Regions from separate parts of the Mus musculus genome. Here all the other regions are linked to region 1. Evidence: chromatin contacts called from public ChIA-PET and Hi-C data. All regions are on one chromosome and are shown on one strand. Each heading gives the region's core, a stretch centred on a gene start, on an enhancer-like site or on the middle of the called end of the contact. The rest is flanking DNA. Distances are from core to core; before and after follow the strand shown.

Evidence for each region. Hi-C and Micro-C count contacts between places; a contact is called where the count stands out from the background. ChIA-PET counts read pairs in DNA pulled down with a chosen protein or histone mark.
Region 2: an RNA polymerase II ChIA-PET map of effector CD8 T cells shows a contact between it and region 1, with 8 times the contacts expected there. The contact joins the enhancer-like site here to the promoter of 2310016D23Rik in region 1. A contact is called at or near these places in 1 of 39 promoter capture datasets (the C10 cell line), 2 of 484 Hi-C or Micro-C datasets (bone marrow-derived macrophages and nephron progenitors), 4 of 115 datasets of contacts at active chromatin or transcription factors (T-cell acute lymphoblastic leukemia, double positive thymocytes, effector CD8 T cells and 1 more) and 1 of 9 other capture datasets (adipose tissue).
Region 3: a Hi-C map of regulatory T cells shows a contact between it and region 1, with 4 times the contacts expected there. The contact joins the enhancer-like site here to the promoter of 2310016D23Rik in region 1. A contact is called at or near these places in 1 of 15 datasets of contacts at CTCF or cohesin (CD8 T cells), 4 of 484 Hi-C or Micro-C datasets (CD8 T cells and regulatory T cells) and 4 of 115 datasets of contacts at active chromatin or transcription factors (effector CD8 T cells, regulatory T cells, regulatory T cell precursor and 1 more).

The regions. Positions count from the first base shown.
Region 1 is chr1:60,776,906-60,780,550 of GRCm38.p6, forward strand. 2310016D23Rik (a long non-coding RNA gene) reads left to right here and starts at 1,556. Exons shown (of 3, transcript XR_865459.1): 1 at 1,556-2,011.
Region 2 is chr1:60,528,411-60,532,055 of GRCm38.p6, forward strand. All of the region lies in intron 2 of Raph1 (Ras association (RalGDS/AF-6) and pleckstrin homology domains 1), which reads right to left. Among named protein-coding and RNA genes, the nearest start is that of Raph1, 37 kb to the right of the region's middle. Within about 2 kb of position 1,926, at least 11 of the 459 cell types and tissues checked have an H3K27ac peak or open chromatin away from gene starts, as enhancers often do. A contact at or near this core is called in effector CD8 T cells, where this site is marked.
Region 3 is chr1:60,946,798-60,950,442 of GRCm38.p6, forward strand. It overlaps the pseudogene Gm11582. Among named protein-coding and RNA genes, the nearest start is that of Gm34649, 27 kb to the left of the region's middle. Within about 2 kb of position 1,539, at least 1 of the 459 cell types and tissues checked has an H3K27ac peak or open chromatin away from gene starts, as enhancers often do. A contact at or near this core is called in regulatory T cells, where this site is marked.

The DNA.
Region 1 (3,645 bases), core at 306-2,805:
ACTTAAACTCTGCGAAAGGATTGGAAAGGCTACAAACTCAAGGGGATAAAAAGTTGTAAAGGATAGCCTGGATTTCACTCATACTTCATTATGTAAAGGCATCTCAATGACAGATAATCTCCTTTGTCTCCAAAGGGCAAGCTGTGAACTGGGTGGAAATGTCAGTTGAGACAGAAGAGCAGCAAACAGCTCTGTTTTCCTATAGTTGTGGTTTTGCATGGTGACGATGACACATGAAGATGAGAACAGGTAGCATGAACTCCAGTCATTATCTGAGTGAACATCTCTGCCAACGCTGAAGGATATGTGTGGGTGTCACCTGCAAGCACAGAGATGGGGAGGGAGGGAGGGAGGGAGAGAGGGAGGAAGGGAGGGAGGGAGGGGGAGGGAAGAAGAGAGAGAGATGAACAAAAGGTTTATTTATGAAGTTTACATTTGATTTCCTTTCCCTTGATAACTTCCTCATCTGAGTTTAGTGTCTAGACTAAATTGATGTACATTTGGTGACTGAGGAAGAGGGTCAGAAAGGTGGGTTTGAATTAGCATCAGCAAAGTTAGCCAGATTCATACAGACTTTTTTTTTCAATTTCTTATGCACACACTGAGCATTCGATACGTTGGCATCCAAAGTGAGGGTTTTTGCTAACGTCTGGGAACCAGTGATATAGATGATATGAAGCAAGACTAGCTGGAGGTTGTCATGGGGATGCTTTTTCATTCCAAACAGGGTGCAACTCATGTTTCATTTGCTTTGTGCCTCTCTGTCCTGTCTTCTTCTTCATTCATCCAACAACATTTTGATGACCGTCTTCCCAGCTCTGAAAAGCGGACTGGGTACAGGAGAAACGATAGAGCAACGCTGTTGTCCTTATCTCTGCGTGGACCAATCAGAGTGTATTTTACAACCCTTCACCTCCTTCTATTCACCTTAAGGCACCTACTTAGTCCTGACTGTAGAACTTAGACATTGTGTATCTACTGTTACTCTGGTGACTGTATAGTTTCTTGTAGCTACTGCAGTCTGTCACTGTAGACAAACAACTGAGATTAGCTGTATTTCAGCAAGCTTTTACTTATGGATATTGGTATTTGATTCTCCTTTAATTTTCTTGCCAGATATTGTGATTCCTCTGATTGCTGCACCATCACCCTAGCCGTATGTACACATACAATCCATTCTTCAGCTCATGGCCTGTGCAGTGTCAGACAGTGGCTAGACTTGGCCTGTAGGCCGCAGTTTGCTGACCTCTGAGACAGAACCAAGGCACCACTTTTAAGCTTTGAGCTTGTCTTTGAACGCCAGACACCATCTAGAAGGGATCAGTCTGGGTGCATGTAAAGACCTCTTGGGAGTGTGAGTGTCCAAGTAACTTTATTTAAAAAAAAAAAAAAAGGCAAGGATTTGCAGAGAATGAGGGAGAGACTTTATCCAAGAGAGAGCTATCCTGGGGAGGAGAAACAGGAAACTAAAAGCAAAGGGGACGAGAATTTCAAGATGACAGCATCCTCGGGAAATTAGTGCTAAAAGCCCAATGATTACTGTTACATTTTCTTTGCTCTTTTCCCTCTCGTCCAACCATCAAATCCATGCAATCTCCAAGGAAACAAAATAAATTTTTATTCACAGTGGGGGTGGGGGGGTATGGCCCGTGTCCAAGGTAATGAAAAAGACGAATTACCCTGCAAATCCTTCCAAATGGACCACACTCAGCTCCAGTGTGGAGTGGGTGGAGCAGAGACCAGAAGCAGCTGTCTCAGGACTGGCCTCCTACCACTTTCCATGACTTTTTCAAATCTAAATTTAGCTACTATTTATAGGTGACCAGGAGAGCACACCCTCACCCGCACCCGCAACCCCTGCTGCTGCCCACTGGAAGGGCAAACTAAAGCTTGGCATTTCACAGGTAGGCGTGAAAGTCAGCTTTATACAGATCATAGACACTGACCCGGCCTTTGTCATCCCTTATCGCTGCTCCACCCTGTTTGTCTACAGCTGCTGGTTACACCCAAGGTACAAATAGTTCTTTCTGGAAACAGCCTGTGGGGGCACTCTGAGCCATACACTCATTCATTCTATCTGGGCATTTTAGAAATAGGGTAAGATTTAGCTTCATTTGTGCAGCCAAGAATAGGAAATTGCTCCCCAAAAGGTCAGATGCCTAAGATTTAATATGCAAGCAGCCTGTAATACCTAAGATTTAATATGCAAGCAGCCTGTAATACCTAAGATTTAATATGCAAACAGCCTGTAATACCAGGAGCAGGCACACCTCTCTCAGAATGGTGTATCCTGCAAAGCCAGGATACACTAATGTGTTCAAGTTACAGTCTGGGTGAACAGCCTTAGGACCTCCAAGACTTTTCTTATATAGTGTGTAGGACTGCTGTGTAGGTTATTCACTCAGTTCCTTCCCAGGGCCTCTACAGAGGCCATAAGAAAGACTTAAATCTGCTCAGCCTCCTCTTGAAGCTGTGACAGGAGAGTACTTATCTTGTGGAGCCTACTTCGATCTTTCTGCCGCTTGGTTACTAGCTTTATAGGGAGAGACATATTCTCAGTCTCAAAAGGAAGCAACCTAGGATGAAAACCACTGAGAACAAAACAGGAAGAGAGGTCCCAGCTCCTACAAGCACCTCTCTCCTGTTTGTTTGTTTGTTTGTTTTAACCTTCATTGCCCCTCAAATCTGGCCTCTTTCAGTAGGTTGTTTGTTTCGTGAATTAAGGTTAGTAATGCAAAAGTAAACTTCCAGGTTTAGAGCTCAGGGGGAAATTATGACTTATTGTGCCCCGTAGAATACTAAGTTTGGGGCTAATTCTTGTCTTTGCCCTTGAACCTTCTGGTGGGACAACGGCAGATTGTCTCTAGTTTCTACTCACTACTATATGAAAGGATTAGACAAAGGGACTTCTGTGTAGATGTCTTGTACTTTTTATATCCCACATTACAACTGTTTTATTTTTTCATATTATAGCTTTTATATACATGTGTATTTTTTGAGGTTTTTGTCAGCTGGGAATATTTGAAAAAGCCTACAATTTCTTGTACACATTATCTCCACTAGTTAAAAATTATGTGTCACTTTTTCTTAAATAAATAGTGAAATACTTGTGGATTTAAGGTAGAAATATTTATTTATATGGGCTTTCTTGTGTGAATTTAATTTGAAAATCACCTTCATGTAATAGCATGAAAAATTTCATTGTTTTTTTAAAGATAGACATTTCTCTAATAATAATAATAATAATAATAATAATAATAATACTTGATAGTATAAATCTAGTGATTTCTGAATTCTTCATAGTATATTAAATCTTGAGTATAATATATTGGTGCTTAAAACCTTTTAACTGAGTGAACAAACAGGTGGATAGGTAAATATACAACCTTTTATCTGAAAAACACACAAAAACTGTTTTGTCTTTTGATAAATTAGATGAACTAGGTACTATTAAAAGGTTTGGGAAATTTGAAAACTACTGATAAAATTTACAAGTTTTTTTTTTTTTTTTTTTTTTTGGTTTTTCGAGACAGGGTTTCTCTGTGTAGCCCTGGCTGTCCTGGAACTCACTTTGTAGACCAGGCTGGCCTCGAACTCAGAAATCTGCCTGCCTCTGCCTCCCGAGTGCTGGGATAAAAGGCGTGT
Region 2 (3,645 bases), core at 676-3,175, 250 kb before region 1:
ACAATGACACTGTAACTTTTTCACCTGTAACTTTTCTACAATAAGAAAAAATGGGTATCTGAACAGAAAATCACAACCATGACAGAGGAGGGGGGATGAAAAAGAAATCCAACTGTTCAAAGCTAGAGTAGTATTTTACAACTAACTTCTGTATAAATGTCATATAAAATAAGTTCAAGTTTTAAAAAAGAACTCTGGTGCTGGGCATGGTAGCACATTGGAGGCAGAGGCAGGCAGATCTCTGTGAGTTTGAAACCATCCTGGTCTATAAAACAAGTCTCAGGACTACACAGAGAAACCCTGTCTTGAAAAAACAAAAACTGAACTTCAGGCATTCTATTTGTAGAATTATAAAGTTACATTAGGATGCTATCTTGAGATTTTATAACTCTATTAAATAATGCCCATCTTGTTTTTAGATATATTCTCCTTGTAGCCCAAGCTGAGTAAAACTCACTGTATACAGCAGAAAATAACCTTAAATGAAGATGACCTCTAGAGTGCTGGGGTTACAGTTAGGTGCTACCACAGCTGCCTTCAGTGGCACTGGGAATGGCACCCGGTCTCTGTGGCTGGGGAGACATATACAGTCAGTCCCCATCTCCATTCTGTTTCTAAAGATTCATTTTCATGTGTATGAGTATTTTGTCTGAATGTATCTAATTGTACTGTGATGATTTGAATATGCTTGGCTCAGGGAGTGGCACTATTAGGAAGTATGGCCTTGTTGTAGTAGGTAGGGCCTTGTTGGAGGAAGTGTGACATCATTGTGTGCCTGGGCTTTAAGACCCTCATCCTAGAAGCCTGGAAGTCAATCTTCTAACGGCCTTCAGATGAAGATGTAGAACTCTCAGCTCTTTCTGTACCATGCCTGCCTGGACACTGCCATGCTCCCACATTGATGATAATGGACAGAACCTCTGAACCTGTAAGCCAGCCCCAATTAAATGATGTCCTCATAAGAGTTGCCTGGGTCATGGTGTCGATTCACATCAGTAAAACCCTGACTAAGATATGTGCCATGTGTGCATGTAGTGCCTGCAGAGGCTAGAAGAGGTAGCTGGATCCCCTAAAACTGGAGTTACAGTTATGAGCTGCTACTCAGGTGCTGAGAACCAAACCTCTGTCCTCTGCAAGAACAGCCAGTGTTCTTAACTACTAAGCTATTTCTCTAGTCCTTCATCCTGATTTTGATGCTATCAAATGAATGTGATCCTCAATCTACTCAGTGTTTTATTTCAAAAAACAGCCGAGAAATTCTTCTTTAACCTTAGACATAATTTTTCAGAAGCAATTTACGAAAAGTCAACTTCTTTCCAGTTCAAATAAATGAATATGTATTTTTAATTACCTGCCCATGGTGCTGAGACAAAGAAGGCGATACTGAGAAACACTCTCCTAAGGTCAAGAAATTAGTAATATAGTATGGTGAGTTTTAACCTTTGGGGAGGTTGCTAGGAATCTGCAAAAATCCTACAGATCTTCTTCCAGGAAAATGCCCAATATACAATCTTTTTTCAGCTGTTTTTGAGGAATCATTAACTATTTGAAACTTAAAGTTGATTAACACCGAATGTGCACAGGTAGTGAGCTAAAATAATGAAGTAAATCTGAATCTTAGTAAGTCAACTATTTTTTAAAATATCCGTAAAAACGAACATGTTTATAGTTAAGTCATGATATGCATTGGTTTTAATGTTTCTCTTTAAGATTCATTTATTTTATGTATATGAGTACACGCTGTATCTGTACAGATAGTTGTGAGCCTTCATCTAGTTGTTGGGATCTCTGCTCGCTCCGGTAGACCCCCACTCACCTGGCCCAAAGATTTAATTATTATTTTAATTAAGTACACTGTAGCTGTCTTCAGATGCACCAGAAGAGGGCATCAGATCTCATTACGGGTGGTTGTGAGTCACCATGTGGTTGCTGAGATTTAAAGTTAGAACCTTCAGAAGAGCAGTCGGTGCTCTTAACCCCTGAGCCATCTCACCAGCCCTAATGTTTCTCTTTAATGACAGATTTCGAAGATGAAAAGTTAGGCAACTTGAAATATAAGTGAGAAGAGAATACTGAGTGTGGAGAACTACCATCTGAGTGGAGTTCCTACCTCAGCCAAGGCAGTCTGACTCTTTCCTAACTGCTTTCTCTTTTTGGCCTCCTCCTCAAGTGTACAACCACTTGGTCACAGACACAATATACTAGCCAGCCCTTGGATAATTTCCTTTATACACTATAATTTCTATTTATTTCTTCTCGTCCTAGCTGTATTAGCTACTTTCTGTTGCTGTGAAAAAAAATCATGACAGAGACAACTTAAAGAGCAAAAAGTTTATTTGGGTTTAGTGTCCAGAGGGATAAGAGTCAGTCCATCATGGCAGGAAGCCTGGCAGTGGGTAGATAGAAGCAGGAAGCCGAGAGGCCACTTCTTTACCACAGACACAGCAGAGAGAGCAAACCAGAGAGGTGTGAAGTTCTAAACTCTCAAATATGCCCCTGTGGCATACTTCCTCCAGCAAGGCTACACCACCCCAATAACCTCTCCATCAGAGCTACTGACTTGGAACCAAGTATTTAAATACCTAATTTTATAGGGAACACTTCTTACTCAAACCAACACACCAGCATAGAACTGGACACTTAATCATTATCTTTATCATAACACTGCTTCTGTAAGAAAAAAGCTAAGAAGTAAGAAGTGGCTCATTTAGTGCTTATAACACCTGCCTGAGGACCTGAGTTTAGATCTGCAGCACCCATGTAAAAGAGGAGAACTGGTGGAGTTGGTTCTCTCTACCATGTCGGTCTCAGGGATTGAATTTAAGGCTTGACCGCAAGGACCTTAACCTGTAACTGTCTTTGCTACTTTGTAGATTCTTCTCCTCTGACCTCCATATACTCCACAGCATGCAACCCCACCTCCCTACAATAGAAATATGCCATAAGAATAGAGGTAGATACTGGATATAATGGCTAATCTCTGGTATCAAGTTGGCTGCATCTGCAATAAAATAAAATTCATGCAGCTGTGCACAGCTGTGAGGGATTTTCTTGATTGGATTATTTGAGATGGGAAGGCCCACCCTAAATCTGGGCCACACATTCTGGTGGCAGCTCACTTAAAAGATATGAAAGAAGGAAGCCTTTGCTTCTTTGCCTGCTTGCCTACCCTCTCACTGGCAGGTTTATCTACCCTGTGTCTAAGTTATTCCTTTGCTCATATTAGAATCTACTTCTTTAGGCTCCAACATAGACTGAACACCAGAAGCTCTCTAGGAACCCCCCAGGACTCCAGCACCAGAAGGGCAGTGCTGAGACCTATACCCAATTCTTGCCCTTCCCATCAGGAGCAGCCATTGCTGGCTGGATCACAGTCTGTAAAAACTCTAATAACCACCCTCCTTTAATATATATGCATTCATTCTACCAGTTCTGTTCCTTAAGAGAATGCTGACTAATCCACCAGATGTCAACCTCTGGACTCTCTATACATGTGTCCACACTCACATGTCTGTCACAGAGAACTGTAGAGAAGTAAATTAAACAGAAATGGTTTGGTACTTACAGACATCAGAAGACAGTTTGATAAAAATGATGCCTTTTCTTATTACAGCTTGTAGTAGTTAGGATGAGAATTGCTCCCAC
Region 3 (3,645 bases), core at 289-2,788, 170 kb after region 1:
ATAATTTATTCTTTAAAAAAGGTAAAGTAAAAAATGACAATCCAAATTAACCAAAAGAAACAGAGAGAAGACCCAAATTAATAATATTTGAGATAAAGAGAGAGACATTACAGTAGATACCAATAAAAACTCTAAGGATACACCTTAAAAACCTGTATTAAAAGAAGTGGATAAACTTTTTCGTTGTATGTGATGTACCTAAAGTAAACCAAGATGAGATAAACAGTTTAAATAGAGTTATAGCAAGAAATAAAATTGAAGCTATAATGAAAAGTCTGTCAGTGAACAAAAGTCCTGGTGGATCCAGATGGAGATTTACAACTGAGTTCTATCAAAGCAAGAGCTGTCCTGGAACTCACTCTGTAGACCAGGCTGGCCTTGAACTCATAGATCTGCCTGTGTCTGCTTCTTGAGTTCTGGGATTAAAGGCATGTCCCACTACCGCTCTGCTAGGTAGCTAGCTAGCTAGCTAGGGCTTCTTTAATCACTTCATCACACGGAGAAGGAAGGAATGCTTCCAAGCTCTCTGAGCTAAGCATCAAGAAAACAAACGGCCCAGTAATAAAAGGGCTGTAGATCTGAACAGAGTTCTCAAGAAAAGAAATACACATGGCTAATTAACCTTTTAAAAAAGTTATCAGTAAGGAAAATGCAAATTAAAACTACTTTTGAGATTCCAGCTCACCCATGTCAGAATGAGTAGCATCAAGAAATCAGATGAGAGCAAATGCTGGAGAGAATGTGGGCAGAGGAGCCTTTCTCTATGCACTGTTGGCGAGAACATGAACAGGGTGCAGGCGTGGTGGAAATCAGCGGCGAGGTCTCTCAGGACTACAGCAGAACTATGATAGGACCCAGCTCTATCAGTCCTGGGCAAAGGAAGTCTATATCCTCCTTCAGAGCTACCTCTTCATCCATGTTCATTTATTCTCTAGTCATAATAGCTAGGAAATGAATGAGCCTAGACGTCCATGAATTGATGACCAGATAACAAAATGTGGTACATATGCAAATAGTGTTTTGAAAATTTCAGGAAAACTAGAATTGGAAAATGTTACACCTAGCAAGGGAACCTGGGCCCTGTAAGACAAACATCACATGCTCTCTTTCCTTAGATAGCTTCAAAAGTTTACATTTGTATGGTTTTTTTTTTTTTCATCTCCAACAGATTTATTTTTAAAAGAATGATCTAAGGGAGAAAAAAATGGGGGTACAGAAGTATGGACTAGAAAATAAATACAAATGTAAGCTGTTTAACTAATTTTATAACCACAGGCTTGTACAGAGAATGAGGCCCTGTACACAACACAACAGATTGAAACGAGGTGTTCCCTTAGCAAGGCTGAAGATTCAGTCTCTGGCATTTGGAACTTAGGATGCAGTCCTTGTTTCTGGATGGATCATTGGGTGTTTGGCACAGTCCAGACTTTTAACCAGATTTGAACGGAAGAATGGCCACCTGACCCAGGTAGAAGTAGATGAAGTGTTTGGTTTCATGTGTCACGTATCTATTGAAGTTTTGGCTCAGTGCCAAGTAGGGCTGTACTTCTTGTCAAACTCCTTCTTGATTTGGGTCACAATATTCTTCTCTATGTTGTACTTCTCCAACGCCTGAGTAGCGCACTCTACTGAGTCCTGTTGCATTTCTTCTGACGTGTCTGCATTTTTAAAATATTTTTATTAGGTATTTTCTTCATTTACATTTCAAATGCTATTCCAAAAGTCCCTTATACACCCCCCCTCCCCTACCCACCCACTCCAACTTCTTGGCCTGGTGTTTCCCTGTACTGAGGCATATAAAGTTCGCAAGACCTCTCTTTCCAATGATGGCAGACTAGGCCATCTTCTGCTACAGACAGCTAGAGACACGAGCTCTGGGGGTACTGGTTAGTTCATATTGTTGGTCCACCTATAGGGTTGCAGACCCCTTTAGCTCCTTGGGTACTTTCTCTAGCTCCTCCACTGGAGGCCCTGTGTTCCATCCAATAGCTGACTATGAGCATCCACTTCTGTGTTTGCCAGGCACCGGCATAGCCTCACAAGAGACAGCTATATCAGGGTCCTTTCAGCAAAATCTTGCTGGCATATGCGATGGTGTCTGAGTTTGGAGGCTGATTATGGGATGGATCCCCGGGTGTGGCAGTCTCTAGATGGCCCATCCTTTCGTCTCAGCTCCAAACTGCATTTTTGATCACTGCCTTCTGGTCACACATGGTTACTGTGGAGCAGAGGCCAGTCGGCTGCTGCAGCGAGCTCCTGGGGAAGATGCTGGAGCCACTCAAGCAGCAGAGGACAGCCGGTCTCTACCGAAGCCAGGGCACAGCTCACATTTGTATATTTAATTTGGAATATCAATAGAGGCAAGTAAGCTAGAGAGGGCCCTTAGGGGAATGGAATGCCTTAAGACACTGGCAAGAATAGAGTAGAGATGCTATAAAACAACGTGGGAAAATACTGGTGATATAAAGGTTTAAGTAGTATTAGGAGTGATAGGGAGAGGGGGTGGTGGAGAGGGGAGGGTTAGCTAAAATAAAAGGTGTATTTTGAAAAAGCCACACATAAAGTTATTACTTTGTAAGTCACTTAAAATACATTAAAAAAAGACTTTGAAGGGGGATATCCTGCATGATTGGATAACATTGCTTCTATAGATTAGTCAATTAAAAAACAAAACAAAGCAAAACAAAACAAAACAAAAAACAAAATGCTAGGTATAGGTTTCCTCCTATGAGATGCTTGTTCAGGGGACCCCAGACGGAGGTACCGCTCCATACTCCTCTTGGTTGCCCATCAGAACTAAATGATAAGAGCGTATTGCTAATGATACCACACACTTTGGTAGATGGGAATGGGCTATGCAGGCTGCTGGATGAGAAAGTCGTCAACACTCTTATGCAACTATGAACTCCGCTACCTACAACATCAATCTGCCAGGAAGATGTTACCATTGACACAACAGTGGAATGACTCTTACAGGGTTAACCAGTCACTTTCCGGTTAGATTTGAGACCTGCTCTACACAGGGGATCTCCATGCCTGGTGCTGTAAACCTGTCCACAACCATGGCTGAGGGTTTTAATAAATAAAGTTTGAAATTTTATATACTGCAATATCGACTACTTAGCCAAGATTTAATTCTTCATGTAAAATTAAGCATATGCTAACACAACTTTTCTTTCATCTTTAATAATAAATGATAAAATTATATGATATCAAAGAACTGTCTTAAAATAAGAATCTTCATGATTTTATTAGAAAAAGTTTGGCTTGTAAACCTGCTTTATTTACTTATATACTCATGGTTGCATAAAAATTTCTCAGGGGTCGCAAACAGGAAAAGATTAAGAAGTCTACAAAATATCTGGGACCATTCACCTTCTAAATAAGCTGGACTGGATCTGGAAGTGTCCTCCTCCTGGTGGGCTTTCATGGTGCCGGAAGGTATTGCTCAGGTTTCTGGGAGAACTGACATCACCAATCTTACTAGCCGTCCAAGAATCCTGCAATAGTACCGCAACTGTTAGGGGAGTAACCAATCACCATCCGTTGGATTTGGGGCCTGCTCTGCAGGAAGACTTCATGGCTGACTGTCACCTGGATCGAAAGCCTCTTGCCAGTGAGGTCCCAGGCTCTGGTGGAGAGGAG